Linked DNA regions of Mus musculus: region 2 is linked to region 1. Evidence: chromatin contacts called from public promoter capture Hi-C data. All regions are on one chromosome and are shown on one strand. The core of a region is the stretch at or near the end of the contact, and the rest is flanking DNA. Distances in the headings are between cores, read along the strand shown.

Evidence for each region. Promoter capture Hi-C pulls out the DNA fragments that hold promoters and counts their contacts.
Region 2: a contact with region 1 is called in a promoter capture Hi-C map of pre-B cells. The contact joins the promoter of Arl5b here to the promoter of Nmt2 in region 1. A contact is called at or near these places in 1 of 39 promoter capture datasets (pre-B cells) and 1 of 484 Hi-C or Micro-C datasets (regulatory T cells).

What each region holds. Positions count from the first base shown.
Region 1 is chr2:3,281,843-3,287,942 of GRCm38.p6, reverse strand. It overlaps Nmt2 (N-myristoyltransferase 2), which reads right to left and starts at 3,731. Exons shown (of 14, transcript NM_008708.2): 1 at 3,537-3,731. The coding sequence starts at 3,646.
Region 2 is chr2:15,051,484-15,057,583 of GRCm38.p6, reverse strand. Arl5b (ADP-ribosylation factor-like 5B) reads right to left here and starts at 2,264. Exons shown (of 6, transcript NM_029466.5): 1 at 2,010-2,264. The coding sequence starts at 2,055. It also overlaps a transcript of Nsun6 not described here.

The sequences.
Region 1 (6,100 bases), core at 2,482-4,981:
GGCCTCTTGTCTCAAGCTTTTTTTTTTTTTTTTTTTGAGACAATGCTGGCTATGACTTAAACGCAAGGTTTTCCTCAGCTTCCAAAGGCCAGGATTACAGCCACCACATTTAACTAAATTTTTTGTGGTATCAGGGATTAAATAAAGCCAGATAGATATGCATAGTGGGCAACTCCTCTACCAGGAAAGTACATTCCTGTACCACCTCCACCCCCAATTTCTGATTGCCACAAGGTGAGCAATCGTATTCCTTAAGTCATTCTATGCTGGGCTTCTGCCCCACCAGTCACAAAACTGAACTAACGGACCACAGCCAGAAAGCCCTGAAATTGTGTGTCCAAAAAAAAAAAAAAATCAATCTTTCATTCTTTAAACTGTTTTTCCCATGTAATTGTCACAGTGATTAAAAAGCTGATTTTCATAGGATGAAGCTAAGGAGTCCTCTAGGATGTAGTTTACAAGTGGAGAAAACATTCCTTAATAGGGCAAGAAGACCTTGGGTTTAAGTAGACTTAACATTGTGGCCATCTTCAACAGTTTTTCCAAATCCCTTCAGAAACTGAGAAGGCAGAACAAATCAAGACTGAGTAGAATAGTCCATATTAAAGACCCTGAATTACCTCTGCAGCCTCACACTGGGGTAGGCAAGTTCCTAGCAGAGTCATCCTGGAGACAACCTCTCCCCACTGCCACCCAGCAAAGGAATGATAGCTTCAGTCATTTGGACTTTTCATTGGCCTCAAAGTTTTCAAGTTTCCTCAAGCTCCACGAATCAGGTGGTAAGGCAAGTCACTGAAGGGATCTTTTTAGGAAATCCTCAATTATCTTACTTCTAATTGTCCATATTTTATTTGAAAATAATAAAACTACATTGTCTGAGCTATCATCTCACTACTTAAAACTGCCAATCTCCTTGTTCATCAATGCTTTGAGAATGCATGTAACTTTTAGAGTGGTATACTGCTACCATACTTGGGTGGACCAAAGAGTTGATGTACACACTTCCCATGACAAAGATGACACTCAAGTATTTTATAATACTTATGCTATTGCTTTAAATTAAACACAAAACCTCATCTTCTGTTTATGGGCATTCAATATTACCCATAAAATAAAATATAAAGCTAATGAAGAAAATTCTGCAAAAACAAAAGCATAGTGGTATCTCACTGTGTATTTTTCCTTTATTTGTATCTACAGTTTCAACACAGTAAGCTAGAATAACTCCTAGATGCATTATACTGAATGTTGGGTGTATATTAATCCTTTCAAGCCACAGGGGAGCTATTGAACAAATTACAGCTCCATGTACTGACCATGGCCTATTGGCTCAGAAGTAATACTTTGCCTATTAGAGGTAAAACATTATCTGTTCATTCTCCAGAGGCTCTTTATTTGTTGTTTATTTAAACTAGTGGAGAATGAAGAGGCCAAGTAAGGAAGGAAAAGTTTTCTATATTTTAACACTGATAAACTTTAGCTACTTAAAGAAAACTTGGGTTTCTATGGAGCACTATCAATTCATGAGCCAAATAAAACAGAACGACTTCCTTAAATTGTACTGTCTAAATTGAAATCAAAAGAGGAAAGCAGTTCAACAGAGCAGAACAGTTACTTCGGTTTTGCTAATCTCTCTATACTTTAATATATAACAATTACTCCATTATATTAATTTTTTAAACTATAAGTTATCATGTTGCCTACTCTTGGTTAAAACAGCCCAATCTACTGGGCAGCTCTAAATTTTGATTAAGCATCCTAATATATAATTAATGTGCTGATGTGTAATAAATCTGGAAACCTCTTAACTGGGCCCAAAATGCCTGTGGATGCTCTTATGGGAACTTCAAACAGCCTACCTATAGCAAGGCATCAAACAATTCCAGATCAGTGGTTGCAGAGAAGAGTATGTCTTTGTACCAAGGGTATCCTGGACTTTGTAAGGAAGGAAGCTTGATTTAAACCCCCACCCTAGCATACCAATCACACAGAACAATATAACTTGAAGAGAGATAAGTCCAGGGTCTCCCCAGAAAGATAACCTACGGGTGCTGAAGTTCCTTGAGTTATCTATCCACTGGCGTGCATATGGACCCACTTCTGGCAAGACGGCTAGTGTTTCAAAAATACACTCATATTTAGCTATCACAGGCAAATTTCTATTACTCATAAACAGAACTCAGGCTAAGATTTCTGAAGAATTGCCTCTCTGGGCTTAAAAAAAATCTAGACTTGAATGATAACATTCAGTACTTGCAGCTGCCACTGAACTGTTCGCTGAAAACCTTAAAAAGCAACATGCCAAAGGGAGATATATGTAGTCAGCTTTTCTTTTTTGACATTTGTCATTTAATATCTGATAACGTATTCAAGATCAATACAGCCTCCTTTCTTAAAGCTTAAAGTAAACGTTGAAATAAAATACAAATACTTTAAAGACTCTCCATGAACTGAATAAATAAGCCATCTGTGACTCAGGCTTCCCTATCGTGTTTTTAGGCTGACCCACTTCTCCAGTCACCATGGTTCGCAGAATCTCACTTCTAAGGGGCAGCAGTAACAGTCTGTGCCAGCGCATAGTTTGAATCCAACAGGGTAAAAGGCTGAGGCAAACAGCACCTACAAAGGGACACCGGTCTTTATTTAAAATGATCCTCCAAACCCCGCCTCTAAAACAGAACTTCAATACCAGCCTTAACCAGAAGCAGTCTTTTCTCGAAGAAAAAAAAATCAAGTCTGTAGGGGAGAAAAGAGGGCAGCATAGATTGAGAAACCGATCAAATGTTAAAGTACTTGGTGCATTTGGCTTTGGAGATCAGACACCAGTTTTGCAGGAGGGGCAAGGTCGGGGCCGCGGGAACTCCGTTCACCCGTCAGCTCTGCTCTAGAAAGCTCTGAGGGCACGCTCAGAGGCCGCAAAGCTGAACGCCCTCAGGCGTCGGCTGAGACCTGTCTCCCTCCCCCTCTCCCGGTCTCGGCGCCCCTTTCCCGGCCTGGGAGGCAGAACTTTGCGCAGTTCGTCGCCAGCAGCCGAGACCGCCAGAGGCGCATCCCTATCCCACCCCCACCGCCGGCTCTGCGGGTTTCCTCTCTACAGGGGGTTAGTGGCGGCTGGGGGGGGGGGGCGCGAAAGAACTAGAAGGATGCCAAGGCACAAGTGGAACGACTTGCATCTCCCTCGCCTCGCCGGTCCAAGACGCCGCCACCGCAAAGGGAAGGGCCTTGCGTCCTTGCTAAGTTCCCACCCGAACCACTCGCCGTGGTAGGGTGAGGCCAAGCCAGCGGGGGCGCGCGGCAGGTGACTGTCGCGTCGCGGGTTCCCGGGCCCGAGTCGCAGTCTCCCCGCCCACCTCAGCCCTCGCCCACCACTGCGTGCTCCCCGAGAGCTGGGAGACCTGCACCTCACAATGGTCTCGGGATGAGGACACCGCCAAACGGAGCCTCCGGTCTAGGGGCTCCCGCACGCCACGAGCGGGCGCGGGAGCCCTGAGGTGCGCGCGGTCCCCGCCCTGTCGCGCCCGCGCGCCACCTCCTACCCTTTGGCGTGTTCGGTCTCCTCCTCATTGTCTCCGTCTATTCCGCACGTGTCCTGGTCGTCCAGCTCTAGGCTCTGCTGGCTGGCCGCAGACTCGCTGTCCTCCGCCATCGCGGCGGCTCCGAACGGCTGGGGAGGCGGCGCTCCGAGCAGCAAGCAAGGCGCGACAGGGCGGGCGCGGCCGCAGCTCCCTCTAGTGCCGCCCACCCTCGGGCACCGAGTCTCGAGTCTGCGGCCCCGCCCACCCCCCGGTCACGCCCATCACAGCCGGCCCGGCCCCGCCCACTCCCTTGAGGCTCCCGCCTGTCTATGCAGTCCCGCCCGCCTCAGTCAGGGCGGGCCCCGCCCACATTGCGTGCCTACACCCGCCCACTTCATCAGTTCTCCCACTTAGGCAGTCGAGGCCCCGCCTACCTCGCCTTCCCACTTCCGCCTATTTTAGCGGGTGAAGACCGGCTCCTCTCGTGGTCCCGTTTCCGCCTGGGCTAGCGAGGCTCCGCCCACCTCGCCTTCCGCTTCGGCTCCACTCCGCCAGCACTGCCCCGCCCACCTCGCTCGCCCGCTCGGGCCTCCTCAGCGGGCACGGCCCCGCCCACCTCAGCCAGCAGAAGGGCGAAAGCACGAGGCCGGCCCTTCCTCAGTCTAAAGCTGTGAGGTGGGGCGGTGGGGGAATGGTGGAGCCGGAGCGGGAGCCGGAGGCCGAGGCTTTTGGGCTTGGGGCGTGGCCTGAATGAGGATGCGTTTGTGGCTCCAAGGCTAGACCTGGTCACTGCAGGCTGGATTGCAGGGCTGCGCGGCAGCCTTTGCGACCACTGCCTACAGATTCTATATGTCTGTGTGCCTCAGCGCTCTCGACTTCTGCAGGGATTTTTTTTTTCACTCAGGCCTGCGATTCCCTAAAGCTCTCCCTGCCTCCTCTTCCACATGTTCTTCAAAATTTTCCATTTCACATTTTAGTATCTAATGCTTATCGAGCCAAAGCTCCGCCCTCCCCACCTCCCCGCTGCAAGCAGCCTCAGAGTCCTCAACAGAAAATGACTGGAGTTGGTTTTTGTTTGGTTGACTGGGGTTTTTGTTTGTTTGGTTGGTTTTTTTCTTTTGCTTGCATGTTTTTGTCTAGATGGGTTCGGCTGAGAACAGAATGAACATTTTGTGAAACATGAAGACACCCAGATTAGGGGGATTGGGTCGTTTTAGGCAAGTCTGTCGGCTCTCTCCTAAGTGAAGGTCATGACCTAGACCACCAAGGAAACCTGTATGGGCAGTGTTGAAATCGTCCTCCATCAGGAAACAGGAGAGGAAGAAAGCCAAGCATGGTGGCCCATGCCTGTTATCCCAGCAGTCCTGGATGTAAAAAGTCCCGGAGGTCAAAATGAGGAGTTCTTTGAGGCCAGCATCCACTGCATACAGAGTTCAAGGACATCTTGAGCAACAACAGACTCCTCTCAGGGAAAATAAAGGACTGGGGGATAGAGGAAAGAGAATCTCCTGGGTGTACCAGATAAGGCAAAGGTGAAATCCATATTGCTGTTAAATACTTCCCACAGCAGGCACTCGGTTGCATTCCAGAGACAGGGATTTTTCAAAGATCCTGCCAGACCACCAGAAGACTGTGAGGCGGTTTTACAAAGGCAGTTGCTGAGAAAGTTACCCAAACTCTGTAACGAGGGGAAAACTCCCTAAAAGCCACCTGAAAATTTTAGTGTAAAGCAAATCTCCCCCCAAACACGCACACAAGTGCACACACACACACACACACATGACTATGTGGTTAACATGCAATGAGCTCGAATGACCTAGAGACAAAACTTGCAGAGCAATTTCAAAGCCCAACATTTGTCTGACCTTCTTGGAGGAAGTGTAAGTGGGACCCAAAGATGGAGAAAATGCACTTCTGTGCTTAACAATTGCAACTATTTCTCAGACAAGGTCAAATGTGGCCTCTAGGTTCAGACTTTAGGATAAAGGCAGGCAGAGATGACTAAGGTTCCTGACCCTCATCTTCATAAACTGAATATAGCTGAATAATTAACCTGTCAACAGAGACCTAACCAGGAGGTATGAAGTCAGTCATTTTAACCTGTCAGAGGGCTTGGTGGCAAGACAATAGAGACTGGGGAAATCAATATCAAGATTAACATATAAAGGAAGCCAATAGGCAAAGAAAACATGGAAGCCTTCCCTCCCACCCCCTACCCTCAGTCCACATAGCACAGAATAGAAAAACACATTATAAGCACATTGTATTCAAATGTGTGAGAGACTGGTGCTTTCTGAATGTCCTGTGAAGGTTCCTGTGTCTTATGGCATAGTCTTTTGAGGCCCTTCCCTCAGCCCACTAACCCACTCTGTTTCTCAGGAGTGCCATTTCTTTCTTAGTAAAGTAACTATTTCTAACCGTGTGTTCCCCAGTGCAGTTTCTTATCCTGAGACACAAGAGTCAGGTGCTCTCTGAGCTCAGAGCAACCCATGTCTATAACATGTTCAAGCATTTTTCAAACTCCCAAGGCAAAGGAAATACAGCACACATTTATTTATTTTAACTTTCAACAAACATTACCTAAG
Region 2 (6,100 bases), core at 1,015-3,514, about 12 Mb before region 1:
GCACCATTGAATAACTGAAATGAGCAATGGTGAGAAAGATGCCAACACTGGTACTTAATTTGTTGCTACAGAAAACAAAAATTCCAGACTATTGTATGAGTCCGATCTCATTATTCCCCATCAGGAAAATACCTAATGACCAAACCCTTCATGGGTCCCTACTGCTTACTGCCTTGGTCAGCATGTAAGAAAGACCCTTGGTGATCTAATTTCCTGGTTACTTCTGCAATCTCATCAAACAAACAGTAATTAAACCATGTTCAATTTCTTTAAGTGTATCCAACGTACCTCTTTTCAAGCAGCAGTTCATCTGCCTACACCAATATGCCGGATTCTACTCTGTCTACATTCAACCCAAACTCCTATTCCTCATTGAGTCTGTGTACACCTTACCCTGAAAGGCTTCTGCAAACCACCTGAGAAGGATCACTCCCTGGCACCATCAGTCCACACTTACAAATGTCTGCACATTTCGGCAAACAATTTCCTACACTAACTCTTGAGTGTTCTATGAGCACAGATTCTGTTCTGGATCTCTGTAGCTAACTGGGTCTAATCTGAAGGACTGGTTTTCCCACTAGAAGAAATTAATCATGAGCACAGAGAACACAGTGATACAAGCACCTGTCTCTACATTTCAGCAGGAAAGATAAAGAAATTCTAAGATGGCTCTAGAAAAACCAAACAATTATGTAAAGGCAGGCACAGGGCACATGAAGGCTTCCATCATCTTCAATGACTGCCCTTTTCATCTCCCCAGCCCCATTCCAGTCTGAATACGGAATCCTCTAATGAACAGGGATAGCAGCAATAACCTACTATAAAGGGAGAACCAACACTCTGATCATTTTTATTGCTAAGGTGTGTGTGTGGGGGGGGGGGGGTTGATAAAAGGTAATATTGCGTAATTCATTTTTATTTACACAAATTTAATTGTGTAATCAATATATATTTAATTATATGTTGAAATTGTTCTTGACATAGTACTTTTACAATCATTAGAAAATGTTAAGTTGCTGAAAAATAGTGCATGACATTACTGAGAAACATCGCCGGGAGCTTCAGTTTGGACACTCCAAAGTCACTTAAAAGGGAGTATTTATCTGTGGTACTTGCATACACACACATGTGCCAGTGTGCTTGCATGTATTCATAAGCTTGAAAGGGGCTTTTTAAAAATCAGCGTTCAGAACAAGTGAATTAATGCCATTCAAAATGATTTCACGGTTTAAATCCACAAAACAAAGGACCTTAATAATGGCAAAGACTTGGTACCTTCATAAAAACAAAAGTAGTTTATAAATCATGCCCTACAAAATGAAACAAATGGGAACAAAATTTGGTCTTAATACTCAGAAACCATTCTGTTACAAGAAAGACGAAGACTTTATCATTGGACCCCTTTCTGTCTAGTAGTGACTCTTCTCAAGACAGCATTGCTTATTCTGCCTCGGAACAGGTTTTACAACTTCTAGGTAATTCATGACCTGTTCTAGAATAATTACGGCCACGTAACATCTTACACATAACCGAGAGCATTTAGATTTTTTTTTTCACGCCTACGGGGAGGAGGGGAAGCTGTGTGTATGTGTAAAAATTTCAGAAACCCGTGCACCTGAATACTCACTCATTCTAAGTCTTGACGAACAGAAATCAGAGCCAAGTCAGACAACGTGAAGGTGCATTGGCATAGACAAGAGGAAGGTAAACAGTGCAAAACTCCTGTTTCGTGTTAAACAAACGGAAAGTTTTGGGTTCTCGGGGAGACACTTTCTTGGGGCTAATCAGACCTAAAAGATGGTTCGCTGAGACCGGAAAGGCCCGCAAACAGATTGCAGGAATATGTTTTCACCTTGGTTGGCTAAAAGCTGCACACGCGTGGGATTCCTGGCCATCGGGTGCGTCCCCTGCCCGGGCTCCGGGTCCCCAGATCCGAGTTCTACCCCGAACCCTATCCAGATCTCAATCTGGACTTGCCAGCGCCGCGTCCACCCTCCCGCCGGCCTCACCTTGGTTACAAAAAAGGCTCCACAGTTTAGCGAAGATCAGCCCCATCATGAGCCCCGGACGGGACAGACTTCCTGGGCAGCACTCGGCGGCAGGTGCCGCGGCGCCCGCGGTGGAACCGAGGGGAAGCCGATCCGGAGCCGCGGAGCCTCAAGAGTCCAGCGAAGCTTTGGTCCTCCGCGGAGCCGGGAACCGCCGCAGACTCCTTTGTTCGCAGCGCGCTGAGCCCAGCCCCGACCCGTAGTCGCTCGGTCTGCGCCCACCTACCCTGCACAGCCTGGGCTGGCCACGAGCCCCGCCCCCGCCCCGCCTCCCCACCTACGCCCGGGACCACCCATCGCCGGAAGGTCGGCACGTGACGTCGGCGCGCTGACGTCAGCGGGCGCCTGGGACGTGGCGGGTCCTCCCTGTACACTTCCGGTGTGCGGATGGTGGGCGGGCTTGGCGTCTGCGGAGGCGGGGTGTGGCCGATCTGGGGATTTCCTCGGCGCGCGCTCCCTCTCCTGCCACTCTGAAGAAACGCGGACTGAGGTCCAGAGCAGCGGTCATCCCCGAGGCCTGGCCACCGCGTCCCTCGCTGCTGACCGCCTGAGGAACCTCAGCTGGCGCGGTCCTCTGACTGAAGCGGAGGAGTGGGTTTCCGTTCCTGTCCCAGTGTTGGGATTCTAGCGTGATTCTTAATTCTGAATGGAATTGATAGGGACGTGCGTGCTGGAATGCCTGTAGCCAGGGTCCAGTTAAGTTTCTAAAATCAAAGTGCCATCAGTTTGGCCAAGCGTTAGGTGTGGTAGTTAATCTCAAAATCCTTACCAGTTGAAACTGGAAACTTCATAGGCCAGACTAGTCCTTGAGGCCACCTGGCGGGCCCCACATAACCAGAGAAGAAGCCTGCCAGCCTGACCTTGTAACAAGGTAAACTGTCCCATGACCTATTCCAAATAAAACAAATGAGTATAGCTTAAGATGCCCTGCTAGTGGCCGGGCGTGGTGGCGCACACCTTTAATCCCAGCACTCGGGAGGCAGAAGCACGCGGATTTCTTGAATTCAAGGCCAGCCTGTTCTACAGAGTGAGTTCCAGGACAGCCAGGGCTACACAGAGAAACCCTGTCTCGAAAAACAAAACAAACAAAAAAAAGATGCCCTGCTAGTGCTACACTTCAAAGGACAGTGAAGACTTGAAAACTCGGGTACAAGATCACAACAACTTCTTGATACTAAACCATAGCTCCAGCCTCTCCTACAGAGGAAAAGTTGTACTGATCCTGTTCAAACATAGCTTTAATGATCATCCGTTGGACTACAAATTTGAATGAGTTTGTGGTTGCGCAAACTTATCATTTCTACTTTTGGCCTCATTATTAAAAAGCCGACTTAAGATTCTCTAACGCCCTTTTCAGGTTAGAATTTAGAAATTTGAAAGTTTTGCTAACCTGAAGGAAAAGAAACTTACTCTGACTGAAACAAATGATAGATGCTCACAAATACAGTTGAATATTGCCTAAACTAATAAATGCTGATGCATGTACTGATGTTAGGAAAAAATGGAACTTGTTTATACTGTACATGTGTATTGACTATATATGTATGTATATATATAATACATTATATATACATATATATGTAATGCTTGTCAGAAATGTAATGAAAATAGAAAAATCTGAGCATAAGCGTCTTAAATGTAGCTCAAAAACTAAATACTTTTTCTTTAAATATCCCTTTAAGGTTTTGTTGAGACTAATTTCAGTGTTGCCTTTGGTATACAAGAGGTAATATTGATGTGTATCATGGTGCCACTTGAAAATGAATATAGTTTGAGTTCATGAGATAAGAATAACTTCGTGAAAATATTATGAAATGACAACTTTCAGTGAAGTAGAATCCCATTAAAATGTCTCCAACAAAATATAAGTACTAAATTAGTATAAAATAAACTGAAGTTTCAAGGAAGTAAAATGTTAACTTACAAGGCCTAAAAAAAGGAAAATTATATAGATTAGGAGGAACCAATGTAAACTGACCAGGTGATACTTGGAAAAACTTGATATATTTGGCATTGAGTTCAACTTATTAATCAGTTAAGTTAGATCAGTTTGTACAGGCCTTGAAAAAAAGAGAGTTCAAGAAACTGTGTGTTCTGCCAGCTCAGGAAAAAAAGCCACTCTTCAAAAACATCAAACATTTTCATGTCAATTACAATTTTAATCCAGTTTGCTGATTTCCAGATGAACCAGGGTTGATTGAGTGCCCATACGGAAGTTCTTTTCTGCCATATGGTCGAAGAAATCAATATAATTTCATTCAGGAATATCCTATTAGACACTTTTAGATGCTGTAGATGATTAATTGTTGAAAACAATTTAATATCATTCTTGAAAGTAGAAAAGAATGTATTGATAAATTTCTGATGAAGTTGTTTTAAAATTCACAGAGGTTACACAATACCTTGAGCTTCATAATTTTTGCTAGACCAAAATATCTTTAAGTTTATGACTCTGCTCATATGTGAGCAGTGTGGCTTTTTTCTCTCCTCTGTACTTCTGGGATCACCATAGCAAGCCTCCCCAGAGTTTTCTCCAGTGAGTCTCCCAACAGGTGCTTGGAAGCTGTCACCTTGTGCTTATCATTTGGAGACATGCTTACTGTCTTCCTGGATCCAGGAAAGGCACAGTGGTTTGTAAAATACCCTTTGTAGGATGGTTTTGAAGCTGACCCATTTTGTGCGATGCTCATGGTCCTCTCCTCTTTATAAACAATGTACCCTGCCTTTTGTTACAATCTTGTACTTAGGGCGAGGCCTATTACACATTTATATAACCTCCCATTAAAAACCCGGAAATCTGCACTCCTCCCTTACATAGACGAGTTAACTCCTGATCTGTTTGAATTTGGGTCACTTAGTTCTTCCTTGCAGAGTGAAGACTCTTGACAACCATTCCTCCAACATGGGTATAAACATATCTTAACACGTAGTGAAGGTTGCCCTTTTCCTACACTCTTTAAGTCAGTTCATGTAATTTGTTTGGTCTGTAGTAACACTATAAAGTATGAAATATTATATCCACTTAATGGATCCGAAAAATGAAATATAAGAACTTTAATAATTTGCCCATGGCTGCAAGAACTGGAATATGAACCACAGCAGTCTAGATCTCTAGTAAAATTCTTAACAATTAAGAAGTTACTCACTCAACAACCTGATAAGCCCCATATTCTAAAGTTAAAAGCATTTTATTTTCAGAATCTTTACTGTTTTGTTTCTTTCTCAAATGTTAAGTACACATTCAGGACCAAAGAGCTGGTATTTAGGCTTGTAGTAGCTGGACTGCTAAGTCTTCAGAGAGGTCTGGCTTGCAGGGAGTTTAGTCCTTAGTGTTTCATAATAGCAGCAGGAGAAATGAGGAAATCCCAGTAAGGTGTGGATTATAATTTATAGAACTAATGATGAATCAGTCCAAACGTTTGTGTGCTTAATTCTGGCAGCATTTTGAACCAGATTCTATTCATTTATTCATTCATTTGGCTTTCCAAACACTGTAAGTTCTAATTTGTAGTTTCTCAGATGAGGCCAATTGTATTAGAAAAGCTGAATATTGTATTGACAGGATTAGATTTGTGGCTAAATGGATATGCAAAGATATTACGTTATCTTTACAGAACTCTTAAGATTATCAGGAGGGGGTGGGTGTTAGAAATGCCTATAATTCTGTCTCTCACAAGGTTGAGACAGTAGGATTGTGAATCAAGAAGCGCCTGGGCTAAATAGGGATGTTTGTCTTCAAAAATAAACAATTAAAGAAATGAATGGGACTAAGTAGAAATTCTAGTTAGTAAAGTGCTTGCCATGAAAGCACGACGACCTGATTTTTAGATGCCCAGCACTTGGATTCATCATCATCATCATCATGGTCGTCATCATCCAGCTGAGCCAGGAGTGTGAGCCAGTAATTCCTGCTCTGGGGAGGCAGAGACATGACGTGCAGATCCCTTGAGCTTGCTGCCGGTCAGTCAATCCAGTTAAGTCAGCCAGCTCCAGATTCAGTGAGAGACCTTATCCCAAAAATGAAAGCTGCGAGTAATTGTGAGTGCACATCA